Linked DNA regions of Sus scrofa: region 1 is linked to region 2. Evidence: chromatin contacts called from public Hi-C data. All regions are on one chromosome and are shown on one strand. Each heading gives the region's core, a stretch centred on a gene start, on an enhancer-like site or on the middle of the called end of the contact. The rest is flanking DNA. Distances are from core to core; before and after follow the strand shown. Region 1 holds the start of CCDC102A (coiled-coil domain-containing protein 102A). Region 2 holds the start of POLR2C (DNA-directed RNA polymerase II subunit RPB3).

The links. A called contact is a pair of places that touch in the nucleus more often than the background predicts.
Region 1: a Hi-C map of retroperitoneal adipose tissue shows a contact between it and region 2, with 1.7 times the contacts expected there. The contact joins the promoter of CCDC102A here to the promoter of POLR2C in region 2. A contact is called at or near these places in 3 of 5 promoter capture datasets (fetal liver, liver and skeletal muscle), 17 of 47 Hi-C or Micro-C datasets (brain, embryonic fibroblasts, epiblast stem cells and 9 more) and 1 of 2 datasets of contacts at active chromatin or transcription factors (skeletal muscle).

Annotation. Positions count from the first base shown.
Region 1 is chr6:19,453,153-19,459,379 of Sscrofa11.1, forward strand. CCDC102A (coiled-coil domain-containing protein 102A) reads right to left here and starts at 3,843. Exons shown (of 9, transcript XM_013988526.2): 1 at 3,694-3,843. It overlaps ADGRG5 (adhesion G-protein coupled receptor G5), which reads left to right and starts at 3,398. Exons shown (of 18, transcript XR_002344544.1): 1 at 3,398-3,750; 2 at 4,460-4,571.
Region 2 is chr6:19,392,146-19,398,883 of Sscrofa11.1, forward strand. It overlaps POLR2C (DNA-directed RNA polymerase II subunit RPB3), which reads left to right and starts at 1,424. Exons shown (of 9, transcript XM_003355801.4): 1 at 1,424-1,608; 2 at 1,792-1,841; 3 at 3,043-3,111; 4 at 3,262-3,314; 5 at 6,091-6,219; 6 at 6,682-6,733. The coding sequence starts at 1,523.

The DNA.
Region 1 (6,227 bases), core at 2,593-5,092, 63 kb after region 2:
GCGAAGCTCTCGGAAAAGAAAAACAATGTGAGAGCCTGCGGGGGAGGGGAAGGAGACAGGAAATCCGAGTGCCAGCAGGGGCCAGAGAATGGGTGGGGGGTAAGGAGGGGGTCCTCTGGGTGGGCCCCCATGTGCTGGGCCTTTCCTGTGGCCCCTAAACTGACAGGGTGGCAGGGAGGGGGCCACTGTCATATCCTCTCTGCCTCTGGGATCTGCCAGGCCTGGCATGGGGCTTGGCAGGGAGGGGGTGGCCCGCTCCTTCCAGGAATCCCAAGCTTGTCGCGCAGGGGCAGGGCGGGCGCCACCCAGGCCCCTAATGGCTTCCAGGCGCCTACGCTAAAGGCAGGGGTGGGCTCTAGACTCAACTCCAGTTCCCCTCCCAGCAGCCTGGCCCTGCCCCTTCTGGGGGTCGGGGAGGAGGATGAGGAACAGTGGGGACAGGGGGGCTCTGCACAGCTCTCCTGCAGGCCCAGGGTCCCCTGAAAGATGTGTGTGTGCACATGTGTGGGAAAGGATGGGGGTGCAGGTCCCAAGGTTGGCTTTCTGGAGACGCCTATCCCCAGCATACCAGGAACCCTGCGCACACATTCAAGGGCAGCTAGACTTTGCCTAGCAACACCTCTCCTCAGCCCCAAGCCCACCCCACCCACATAACACAGCCTTGGGGACACACACACACACACACACACACACACAGCTCTGGTAATGTATACTCTCACCAAGAGTCGGCTGCAACGCAGAGGTCCTGCCTGCAGTTGCAGAGACAGGCTCCAGCTGCCCTACCCCTCCTGCCCCATCCCCACCAGGCTCAGTGCCTTCTGCCCTGGGGTGTGCATATGTGTATGGGGTGGCCTGATTCCCGCAGGATGACACCACCCCTCGAGGGGTTAGGTGGAGGAGGGACCAGCCTCCACAGGCCCACAGAGCCTTTCCCAGCCACCCACCGTCCCCTCTCCTGCCTCCCACCAGCCAGACGGGTCTATTCCTGCTCAAACCCTTAGGGTTTCTGCTCAGGCTGTTCCCCCCACTTGGAATGCCCGCTTCAGACCCTGAAACCCCACCCATCCTTCAAGCTCAGTTTCATCACCTTCAGGAAACACCTTGATCCCCTCAGCCCCACTCTCTATCCAGGAATCATAGTTCCACAACCTTCCACAGCCAGATCTGGCCAGCTGCCCCCTCTCTTCCTTGCAGCACAGGCTTCTCCCGACCCAGGCAGGACACATGCCACCCAGAGCCACTAGGACCCAGGCAGAACACGTGCCACCCAGAGCCACAAGGACAGGCCCTGCAGGCAGGATTTGCTCAAAGTTGGTGGGTGGGGTGGAGAGCAGAAGGCTGAACTATGACTTCGCATCCCCTTAGCTGGGCAGCAGGAATGAGTAGGAAGGACTCAGAGTTCTTGAACCCTAGGCCGACAGCAATCCTCACTGCTCCAGGCAGCAGCTGGCCACTCATAAGACAGAAACTAAAATGTTTTGGTCTGATATTTGCCTCTGGCTAGATCCTCATCACCCCTGTTCACAGAAAGTGACCAGTGGTTCCTGCTGCTTGTGGACCTGTTTGGAATGTCTCTTCTTTCTCTAGCAGCAAACTCCTACACATCCTTCAAGACCCACCTTTGGTTACCCCTCCTCTGGGAAGCCTTCCCTGATCTTGTACACAGAGTATGTTAATGCTCTCAAAGCACTGGCACCTCCCTAGTCTTCAGCAATGGCCACACTGTAAAGTCCACAGGGCATCTTGGTCTCACTGGCTGTCAGCACACACATGCTTCCCAGACTGATGGATGAAAAATGGACAGTTAGGAGTTCCCTAAACCCAGGGAGAGCTGAGCCATCCTAAGGATCAGGAGTCGCTTTGTGACCAGGCTTTGAGACAGATAAGTGTCTGAGTCTGTCTGTGGCCGAAGTCAGAGTTAGAGGTCATCTCATGGCCAGGTCAAAGGTCAGACCTCCTATCTGAGGATGCCTAAGTGGCTCACACAGGGACCACTTTGTTTGGTTCTTAGCATGTTCAGATGACTCTCAATTGTTACGAGAGGAGGAAGCAAAGCTAAGGCCTGGATGGGCCCTAGCTGAGGGGCCTGGGGGGCATACCTGGCCGTTCTCTGCCCTTCAGCTCAGAAAACCTCCTATGTCCTCCCAGAACCTTTCAGGTGGGGCTCTGGGGCTGGCTTGTGGCCACAGGCCAGGCTGTGGGCAGGGAGCAGAGCCCGGCAGGAAACCACAGAGGACAGCCTGATTGGATAAGTGCAGGGTCCAAGGCTGGTCAGCCCACAGACTGTGGGCGCCTGTCCCTCCGACCTGCTGCCCAGGCTTCAGCCACTGCACCTCCAGGAGAGGACTGAGAGGGAGGGAGGGCTGCAAGTGGGCCTGCAGGTTGAACCTGAGCCTGGGGGGTGGGGGGAAGCAACCCCTGGCATGTACTCAGATAATCCCATCTTAGAAAAGCCACAGATATCCTATATCACTGATGAGAACTCCTTTCTTTACAGATGGGCCCACCGAGGCCCAGAGGTACAGCTCCTTGCCCACATCCACAGAGAGGACCAGTGCTGGTGGGGCGCTAGAGGGCTGGGACTGGATGCCCCCCCTCCCTGGTCATGATCACCTGAAGGGCAAGAGGCCCCTGGGAGCACCTACCTACATGATGGGGTCCTCAGGCATCAGGCCAAGCAGCCACGCTGAGCTGGGAGAGATTGAGAGACTTTCACTGGGCAGACCCCAGCCCCGGCCTCTGAACTACTCTTGAACAGAGTGGACTTCCCATGAGTCCCAGCTCCGCCTCTTTTGCTCTGTGACACGGGCAGGTCCGTGCCCCCTCTGGACCTGTTTCCTTACTTTTAGGACGGCGAGAGGCACTAACGAGACACCGAAAAGTTTTGTCCAACAAGCGGGCAGAACCTGCCAACGCGAACTAATTCGACCTCCACAACAGTCCTACATAACCCACACTTAAGATCGAAAAACCGAAGCCCCTGGTGGGGAAGGTGCTGGCTGGACATCACTCCTGTTCGTACCACCGGAACGGTGAGGCCACCAACGCCCACTCTCTTCTCCTTGTTCTTAGCCATCGCTCCACCTGCCCCAACACTTTACAGAAATTCCCTTTCTGCCCTCCCACAACCGCGAGCCGCCTTAACCCTCACTTGGTCGCCTGGTCCCCAGCAGCCCCGCTCCGCCAAGCGGTGGAGAGCGGGAGGAGGGTCTCCCGGCCGGGGCGACGCGGTCCCGCCTACCCCACCTCGCGGCCCCCCATTGGCAGCCGCCGCGGGCCGGGGGCAGGGGTGCCTCGCTCCGATTGGCCCACGCCGCCCGTCCATCCCGCACTCGCCATGGTGACCACGTTGGGTCCCCGGGAGAGTTCCAAATTCCGCCCCGCCCGCCACCGCCCCCCTCCCGTCTGGCCCCGGCCCGCGGCGTCCCGAAGGCCGCCCTGCCCTCCCCCGACCTCCCGCAGTTCCTTCACCCCTGAGGCCCGGGGCCCAGGAGAGGGGGAAACCCGGGAAGGGAGTCAGAAAGTTTTGTTGGGAGTTTGAGGCTTGCTGCGGACGCGGGAGCTCTCGCTGCTCCGCTCTCCTCCAGCACGCCCCCCAACTTAACCCCTTCCCTCCCGCAGTAGGTTCGCGGCCTGGAGGGAGTTCCCGGGACGCGTTGGCTCTCAGGCCCCTGCACTGCTAACCCCGCTCACCTCGGCCGGGGACCCGCGGGCTCCGGACGTCCGACCCGCCGCGGCTGGGCGGAGCGGGTACGGGGCTTACTGCGGCGGCCGCCGCCGGGAGGGCCGAGGGAGGGCCGCGGAGTCTCCTCCTCCCTCCCGGGGGGAGGGGAGGGAAAGGAGACGGCGGGGTGGGGGCGGGGGCGGTGGGGCCCCCGGAGGGTTGCGACCCCACTCTGACCCTGGCCGGCAGAGTGGGTGGGGTGGGGGAGCCCCCGCCTAACTTTCGGGTGAGGGGCCCGGGCGGAGCCGGTGGGATCAGCGCTGAGCGGGCCGGACCCCGACAGAGGCCCCACCCCCGCATGGAGGGCTGGGGGTGAGGGGACGGAAGGCAGGGTCTGGAGGCCCCCAAGGGGCTCGGCTTTCCCGCCTCAGGTTTCCTGAGCGTCAGTGACGTACTGGGCGCCCAGCAGCAGGAGTGGGCACCCTCTGTCCCCGGCTCAGCACGTGGAGTGTGTTTATCAAGTGTTCACTTTTGTTACCTGCAAACTTCCCAGGGCCACTCTGCCACCGAGTGGAGGTGCGGCAACCAGTCCCTGCCCCTCCTCTGGCCTAAGTTTACCCTTTTTACAACCTAAAGGTTGACCAAAGTAGCTTCACGCGTGTTGAGAAGCGTAGCGGGGCCCTTGGTGCGCCTGGCGGAGATTTTCTAGGATGTGCTGGGGTGCTTCCTGCCCCGGGCGGGGCTGCAGCGGGCGGGGTGGTCCGGGCAATTACCTTCACGCGCCCTTGCCTGCAGCTACGCGCCCCTTTTGGAGCTTCCTCCCTTGGGAGTGGGTGTCTGCGGTTTTGGTGTGAGGAGAAGACTGGCGCTCTCTTTACCACATCCTGTGCCCTGGATGGCCGCTGAGGTGAATCTGGCTAAAAAGGGGACTAGAAATTCGCAGATCACAGAGGGAACCTTGCCTTATAGGGCCTTTACATGAAAGAAGAAACAAAAAATGATGAAGATAAATGAGTTTGAATCCATACCTAACAATAAGGGTATAGCTCTTTATTGCCCTTCCCAAGCTATGGGGCAATAAAATACTGAGTTTTTTTTTTTACAAATTGAAGGTTTGTGGCAACCCTGTCTAGAGCGAGTCCATTGACATCAACATGTCTGTCACATTTTTTGTTTTCTTTTTCTTTTTAGGGCTGCACCCTCGGCATGTAGAAGTTTCCAGGCTAGGGGTCGAATAGGAGCTGTAGCTGCCCACCTACACCGCAGCCACAGCAATGTGGGAATCCTTAACCCACTGAGTGAGCCCAGGGATCGAACCCTTGTCCTCAGGGCTGCTAGTTGGGTTTGTTACCGCTGGGCCACAGTGGAAACTCCTCTCCATGTCACATTTGGATAATCCTCAAAGTATTTCAAACCTTCCACCAGCAGAAAGATTAGGACTCACTGAAGGCTCAGATGATAGCATTTTTTAGTAGTAAAGATTTTTAAATTAAGCTGTATACACTTTTTTTAGACAATGTTATTGCACACTTACTAAGCTACAGTATAGTGAAAACATAATTTTTGCATGTGCTGGGAAAACAAAGAAATTCATGTGATTAGATTTATTGTGTATTTGAATTAATGCTGCGACTTGGAACTGAAACTGAAATATCCCTGAGGTTATGCCTGTATTTGGATTATGAGTGCATGCATACATTAGAATAAATGAAGAACTGGCTCTTTGCAGTAAGAGGATCTTTTTTTGTTTGTTTGTTTTTGTTTTTTAGGCCCGCCCCCGTGGCATATGGGGGTTCCCAGGCTAGGGGTTGAATTGGAGCTATAGCCGCCAGCCTTCGCCACAGCCACAGCAACGCAGGATCCAAGTCGAGTCTTCAACCTACACCACAGCTCACGGCCATGCCGGATCCTTAACTCACTGAACGAGGCCAGGGATCGAACCTGTGTCCTCGTGGATGCTAGTCAGATTCCTTAACTGCTGATCCACGATGGGAACGCCAAGAGGATCATTTTGGCGAAAATATTTGAGGATTTCGTACCTCAGGCTCACTCTGAATTCCTTGGTAGTCAAACAAGTCTTTCTAGAAGTTCCTGGTCATTTCTCTTGACAGAAGTTCTCTTCCTCTGGTCAGCTGCTGCTCTATTTCCATGGCATCACTTCCATCCACTTCATGAAATCCCACACTTTTTGTGAGATCTGCAGTTTCACTCATCACCGTTTACTTTGTATTCACATGGTTAAATGTTGATGGCCTTTGGCCATCAGGTAGAGAGAGATTTTGGCAGGGCTCTGTGGTGTTTGAGAGGGAACTGATCTGTACTTGTGGTGGCTTACTGTGTACCTGGGGCCTGTGAGAGTCAGATACTGAGTACTCAGAGGACTGGAATATCTCTTTAAAATTTGAGGAAATACTCAGCCAGCCTCTTGGCTCAGAGTTACTCAAAGTTTGACAGCCAGTAAAGACAGCCATGGCCCAAGAGCCTAGAGTTCTTTCCCGGAGTTTCTGGAGTTGGGGCTAGGGATGGAGAAGGTGGAGGAGGCTGAGCTGGTGGTGAACCTAAG
Region 2 (6,738 bases), core at 174-2,673:
CCCCCTCAGTGCTCTTCCTTTCTCTCCTCTGTAGGAGATTACTCTTCTTCTGCCCCCTAAATGCTGTCACCTGCCAAGTTCTATTTTAGGGCTTCTCTGTGTGAGCTCCTGCCACCTTTTTGAGGCCTATTCAAACTTCTCTCTAGGGGGACTGTTTAGGGGACTTGCATAATTCTTTGTCGTACATTGCCCCTGGGTGACACACACTGCCAGGCACTGGAGATGCAGAGATGAAGAGATCATAACCCACCCACCTCCGCAGAACTGGAGGTGATAGGTTGAAGAGAACTGCATCTTCCTGCAGTGTCAAAAGTGCATGATCCAGACTTAGGAGTGGAAGGGAAAGGGTATAAACCTATCACTCAAGCAAATTTTGCTAAGTACATGTAAAGTATTGTCATCCCTCAGTCTTTTGGGCTTTTGGTTCTAGAACTCCCCCGTCCCCTCTCAAAATCTGGATGCTCAATTCTTTTATATAAAATGGCATAAGATTTGCATATAATCCACACACATCCACATAATTCAAATCATCTCTAGATTGCTTATAGTACTTAATACAATGTTTAATGTTATGTAAATATTTGCTGGGTGTGAGCAAATTTTTAAGTTTTGCTTTTTTGGAACTCTATGGACTTTTTTTTTTCTTTCAGTCTTCTTGAAGAACCCTTGGATAGGGAGGACTGACTGTCTTTTTGTTCCTCCATCAGTGTACAAACCTCATTAAAAGACATTATTGTTGGGAGTTCCCATTGTGGCTCAGTGGGTTAAGAACCTGACTAGTATCCATGAGGACTCAGGTTTGATTCCTGGCCTCCGTGGGTGGGTTAAGTATCCGGTGTTGCTATGGTTGTGGCATAGGCTGGCAGCTGCAGTGCCAATTCAACCCCTAGCTCGGAAACTTCCATGTGCCATAGGTGCACCCCTAAAAAGGAGAAAGAAAAAAATATATATAGTTAAAGGCCTTTTGTTGTCAGTGCAGTGGCTCAGGTTGCTGCTGTGTCATGGGTTTGATCCCTGGCCCAGGAACTTTCACATGCCAACCCCCCCTACCCCCCCAAAACCCCCCAAAACCCCCAAACAACCTACCCCAAAAACACTGTTATAGTATTCCTATGTATATTTAACCAGGTCTGTGTCAGTGGGCAATCCGTTTTATTTATCGTTTTTTGTTATAGTGCTGCAATGAACATCCTTGTACATGTATCTTTGCTTACAACTGCACGCACTTCTCATATGAATTTCTAGAAGTGTTTCTGTGGAGTCAAGGGCGTGTGCATGTTTTACTAAGTCGCCTTCTAAATGGTTGAACCTGGTGCCTTTTGAAGTAGGTTGAGGGTAGAAAACGTCGGAGCAGCCTGGCCTCCGAGCAGCAGGCGGCGCTCTGAGCGTGTCTCTGCGGAAGCGGCGGGACCGCGCTGAACGACTTCCGGTGGCGGCGTAGGCGCAGGCGCAGGCGCAGGCGCAGGCGCAGGGGCGCGAGCAGCAGAACCGACCCCCAAGGCCCCGCGAGCAGTCTGGCGCGATGCCGTATGCCAACCAGCCAACCGTGCGGATCACCGAGCTCACCGACGAGAATGTCAAGTTCATTATCGAGAATACGGACCTGGCGTAAGGGTGCTGAGGGAAGGGGCTGGCGGCTTCAGAGTGCCCGGGGCCTCGGCTCTGGAGGGGCGGGGGTCTGTCTTTCTTGAACTGGCCCCGGAGCCGGGGCTTTTGCTTTGGGAGCCGTGGGGCGCGGGGCCGGCTGTCGAGTCTGCGGTGCCCACGCGCCGCTTGGTTTTCATTCCTTAGGGTGGCGAATTCTATCCGGAGGGTCTTCATCGCTGAGGTGCCCATAATAGGTAAGCGGCCCTCGCCTCCTCGTGGTCAGGGCCACCAGTTCCCCCACCTCCCCATACCTTGGCGTTCCTGACTCCAGCCTTGTTTGGGGCCCAGGGTGGGGGCGCTGCGAAAACAGCAATGCTGGAGACTTGATCGGACCCCGTGCTCTTGCCCCAGGGCCACTGTGGCCCCTTCCCTGGCTCCCACGGGCCACTCAGTTCCACTCTTCGAGGTAAAGAGCACAGGTTCAGGAGTTTGCAGACTTGAGGTCGAATACTGTCTTTGTGAAACTTAGGCAAGTTATCAAACTGTGCTGCAATTTCCTCTTAACATTCGGACGCTAATAGTAGTTATCAGGGTGACGTCAAGGATTAAGTGGGGTAATCTCTATTAATTGCCTTGTATTTAGTGAGTGCTCAGTACCGGTAAATATCTTTTTATGAATCTGTTCCATCCACTGAGTTTACAGAGCTTATAAGTACCAGGCAGTGGTGCGAGGCACTGGGAATGCAATCAGTCTGGTCATTATACCATAAATTGTGATATGGGGTTCCCGTCGTGGTGCTGTGGAGACGATTCCGACTAGTAACCATGAGGTTGTGGGTTCGATCCCTGGCCTCCATCAGTGGGTCGGGGATCTGGCATTTCGGTGAGCTGTGGTGTAGGTCTCAGACAGGGCTCGGATCCTGAGTAGCTGTGACTGTGGCATAGGCTGGCAGCTGTAGCTCTGATTCAACCCCTAGCCTGGGAACTTCCATATGCTGCAGAGGTGGCCCTAAAAATCAGAGGGGGAGAAAAAGCACTATGGATCATAAGTCTGTGTTGTTTTTGTGAGATTTGTTTAACTTTGAGGTGTTCAAATAGTTTGTGTTCTTGGATTTGGTGATGGCATGAATGGTAGACTAGAGTGCTTCCCACAGAAATAGTCAACTCAGAGAAACACCTTTCTGTAGTAGTCTACAAGTCGCTGTTTTTCTGGGTGGTGTAGGGTACTCCCTGTATCAGATCCACCTGAGCATGTTGGCATGTGGTTCTTGTTAAAGTGTAGCTTCCTGGGCCCCCCTCTAGAGCTGCAGAATCAGTCTCTGGCAGCCTGGCCTTGGTGTCTGCAATGTGGTAAGCATTAGATAATTTTTAAATCTGAAGAACCACTGTTCTTAAGCCTTCAGGTGAATTTGGTGGCTAAACTGCATATCTGCTCTGCTTCCTTTATTTCTTTAGCAATTGACTGGGTTCAGATTGATGCCAATTCCTCAGTCCTTCACGACGAGTTCATTGCTCACAGGCTTGGTGAGTGCTGGGTTTGGGAAGTTAAAGGGCAGGGCAGTGGGGCTCTGCCGGTTTCAGGGGAGGAAGTCTCCTCACTCCCAAGGGGACTGCTGGCTTTTCCTTTGGCTTGGCCCCTTGACCTTGTTTAAACTGCTTCTCTCTGTCTTCCAGGATTAATCCCCCTCACTAGTGACGACATTGTGGACAAGCTGCAGTACTCCCGGGTATGCTGTGTGATTGCTTGGGAGGTCGGGGGTCAGGAATCGAGAGAAGCAGGGAACTCACGTTCTCAAAGGGATTTTTCCTGACACCTTGCTTGCAGCTTTTAGAAAGACAGTGTGGAGATGTTGTCCAGAGCCCAGGGCAGGCTATGTTCTTAAAATCTCATGGGGCCTCAGATTGACGAGGCTCCAGGGGCATCAAGGGGTTTTGAGAGCCCGCCACACAAGAGTGGATATACACCTGGATGCCCACTTATACACAACAGGTGGAGCTGTTCCTCCTCAGCGTCTGATCTGTTCACATTCTGCTTTCCACAGCATCTCTTCCCAGGGGCAGGGTCTTAGGAGGCCAAAGGGCGGCAGCAGAAGGTTAGTGGGTGTGGACAGGGAGCAGAGGGGGTGAGAACTGTCCCACAGAGGAGCACACGAGGGACTGGGGTGCTGATGTCTGCCAGCTTTATGCCTTACTCCTAGGTTTTGCTAATTAAACATGGCTCCCTTCCTCTAGAGCCCTGTTTCTGCTCCTGTGATGTGATAACAGGCTTAGAACTAGGGAGAGGGCAGGAAAGGATTAGGTTACCTGCATCTTTTCACCAGAGCTGCATTAGGTAACAGACTCTTCCTTCTTGATGGCAATTCTAGTATTCCCAGGGGTGTGGTTTTTTTTTTTTTTTTTTTTTTGGTGGCTAATTTTGTAAATTTATGGTTGTTTTTTTTTTTTTTTTTTTTTGTCTTTTTGCCTTTTCTAGGGCTGCTCCTGTGGAACATGGAGGTTCCCAGGCTAGGGGTCTAGTCAGAGCTGTAGCCGCTGGCCTACACCACAGCCACAGCAACACAGGATCCGAGCTGCGTCTGCGACCTACACCATAGCTCATGGCAACGCCGGATCCTTAACCCCCTGAGCAAGGCCAGGGATCAAACTTGCAACCTCATGGTTCCTAGTCGGATTCATTAACCACTGAGCCACGAGGGGATCTCCTATGTATTTTTAAATATTCAAACACACAGCAGAGTGTGAAGCAAATGTAACATAGTCATGCTCCCTCCAAAGCACTTGTCACATTTTTCACACCATTTTGTTGCTTCACATCTCCAGATTTTTGTTTTTAAGAAGTAGAGCATCACATGTACTGGTGGGGACATTTGTACAACCAATTGAAGAGCAATTTGTCAACATCTTATATAAAGATATGAATCCCCTTATGACCTACAAATTCCATTGAATTTCATTTTTTGTAGTATTACATTTACTGAACAAAGATGGTATGGGGTTTTTTTGTTTGTTTCTGAAAAGCTATAGAAAGGTTGAAGATAGACTACTTATTCTCTTTTCACCTATAATTTCCAGTTGTCAATATTTTGCTACTTGCTTTATTCTTCATATGTTATTTTTTCTCTTCTTCTGAGAGAATGTTGCAGATATCGTGACACTTTTCCCCTAATTACATCAACATTCATGTCCTAAAAATAAGGTATTTTCCTGTGTAGGCACACTGTCATCATGCCTAAGAAATTTAGCGTTGGAAGTTCCCTTGCGACAGCCTGACCAGTATCCATGAGGACACAGTTCCATCCCTGGCCTCGCTCAGTGGGTTAAGGATCTGGTGTTGCTGTGAGCTGTGGTGTAGGTCACTGACATGGATTCTGAGCTGCTGTGGCTGTGGTGTAAACCAGCAGCTGTAGCTCCACTTCAACCCCTAGCCTGGAAACTTCCGCCACGGGTGCGGCCCTAAAAAGCCAAAAAAAAGAGAAATCTAGCATTGATTTGTACTATCAATATACAGTCCAAATTCAGATTTTCCAAGTTATCCTCAAAATGTCCTAACTGGTTTTTGTCTGTGGGTCTGTGATCCAATCAAGATTGCATTTAGTTATTATACCTTTTTATTCTCTTGATCTCTCAGACTCCTTTTTTTATTATACTTTTTTTTTTTTTGAGATTGAATACTTTTAATTTCATATTCCTAAGAATGATGCAGTCTTGAGGGCCTAGGCTGTCTTCCTGCCTCAGCAGTGTGTGATTGCAAATTGACCAGGTGTGGGCCCTAGTTCTTCCTCATTGTCTTGAAAACAACAAAAAGTAGGTTGGATTTTCTTCACTGGTAGGAAGTGGGAAGGTTTGCTTGATTACATTCTAGTAACTCTTTTTGCCTGAGGTTAAATGGTAGCAGCTCGTCTCTAACACGGGAATGTTTAAGAATCAGTGTAAAGAATGGCACACTTGAAAGTTAATGAAGCTGAGTGATGGTTACATAGTGACAGTCTCTTAAGTCTTCTCTGCTTCTGTGAATGTATGAAAATTTCCATAAATTCATACATTACCTGTGACTTTTTTTTTAGAGAAGGTCTGTAGTCTGGAACTTAAAAGATAGATTTTTTCTTGTTCCCTGGATTATTTCCTTTTAAATGGTGATGGCTTTCCTAAGCCAGTCACTTAGCTTATGGGACACAGAGCTGTGCAGGATGAAAGCTGCCTCCTCTCTCAGTGCCTTGGTTCTAGAAGAAGAGTGCTCTGAGGGTAGGGTGAGATGTTAGTGCATCTCCTGGTGGTGGCCTGGTGTTGCGCGGGGGGTAGACACAGCTGTCTCTGAGCTGGGACGAGCCTGCCCTTGAGCAGCCCGAGAATGGCGTGTGGGATGGACACAGCCCACGGGAGCCTGGAGGCTGTGCTCTGCCCTCTCCCAGGGAAGGACCTTAAGGGACGGGGTGTTAGAAGCAGGGAGCCAGGCCGGGATTCGCCATCTCTCTAGACTCACTCCTGCCTCTCTTCCTGCCTCAGGACTGCACTTGTGAGGAGTTCTGCCCCGAGTGCTCGGTGGAGTTCACCCTCGATGTGCGGTGCAACGAAGACCAGACGCGTCACGTCACATCCCGAGACCTCATCTCCAACAGCCCCCGGGTCATTCCGGTCAGCGACATCCTCCCTGCCCAGGGCCTTTGCTCTTCTCTTGGCTCCGAGTGGACCAGACTCGGGTGGCTCCTTATAAAACACTGGCTTTCCCTGTGTGCCCTCTGCCTTAACCTCAGCCTGGTGCCTGGAAGTGCTGATTCTGGAGTCTTGCCAGGGTGGGCAGAGCCATTGTTGGTGCTCTGGGCCCCCTGTCTCCCAAGGACCCTTTGAAGGCTGTGGTACTGTTTTGTTTTTTGTCTTTTCTCTTTTTAGGGCTGCACCCGAGGCATGTTGAGGTTTCCAGTCCAGGGGTCGAATCGGAGCTGTAGCCGCTGGCCTACACCATAGCCACAGCAACGCGGGATCCGAGCTGCATCTGTGACCTGCACCGCAGCTCATGGCAGTGCCAAATCCCCAACCAGCAGAGGTGCATGGGGACATTGAGCAGCAGCTAATAATGCCTGTTTGGGTTCCCTGCAGGTGACATCCCGGAACCGAGATAATGACCCCAGTGACTACGTGGAGCAGGACGGTAAG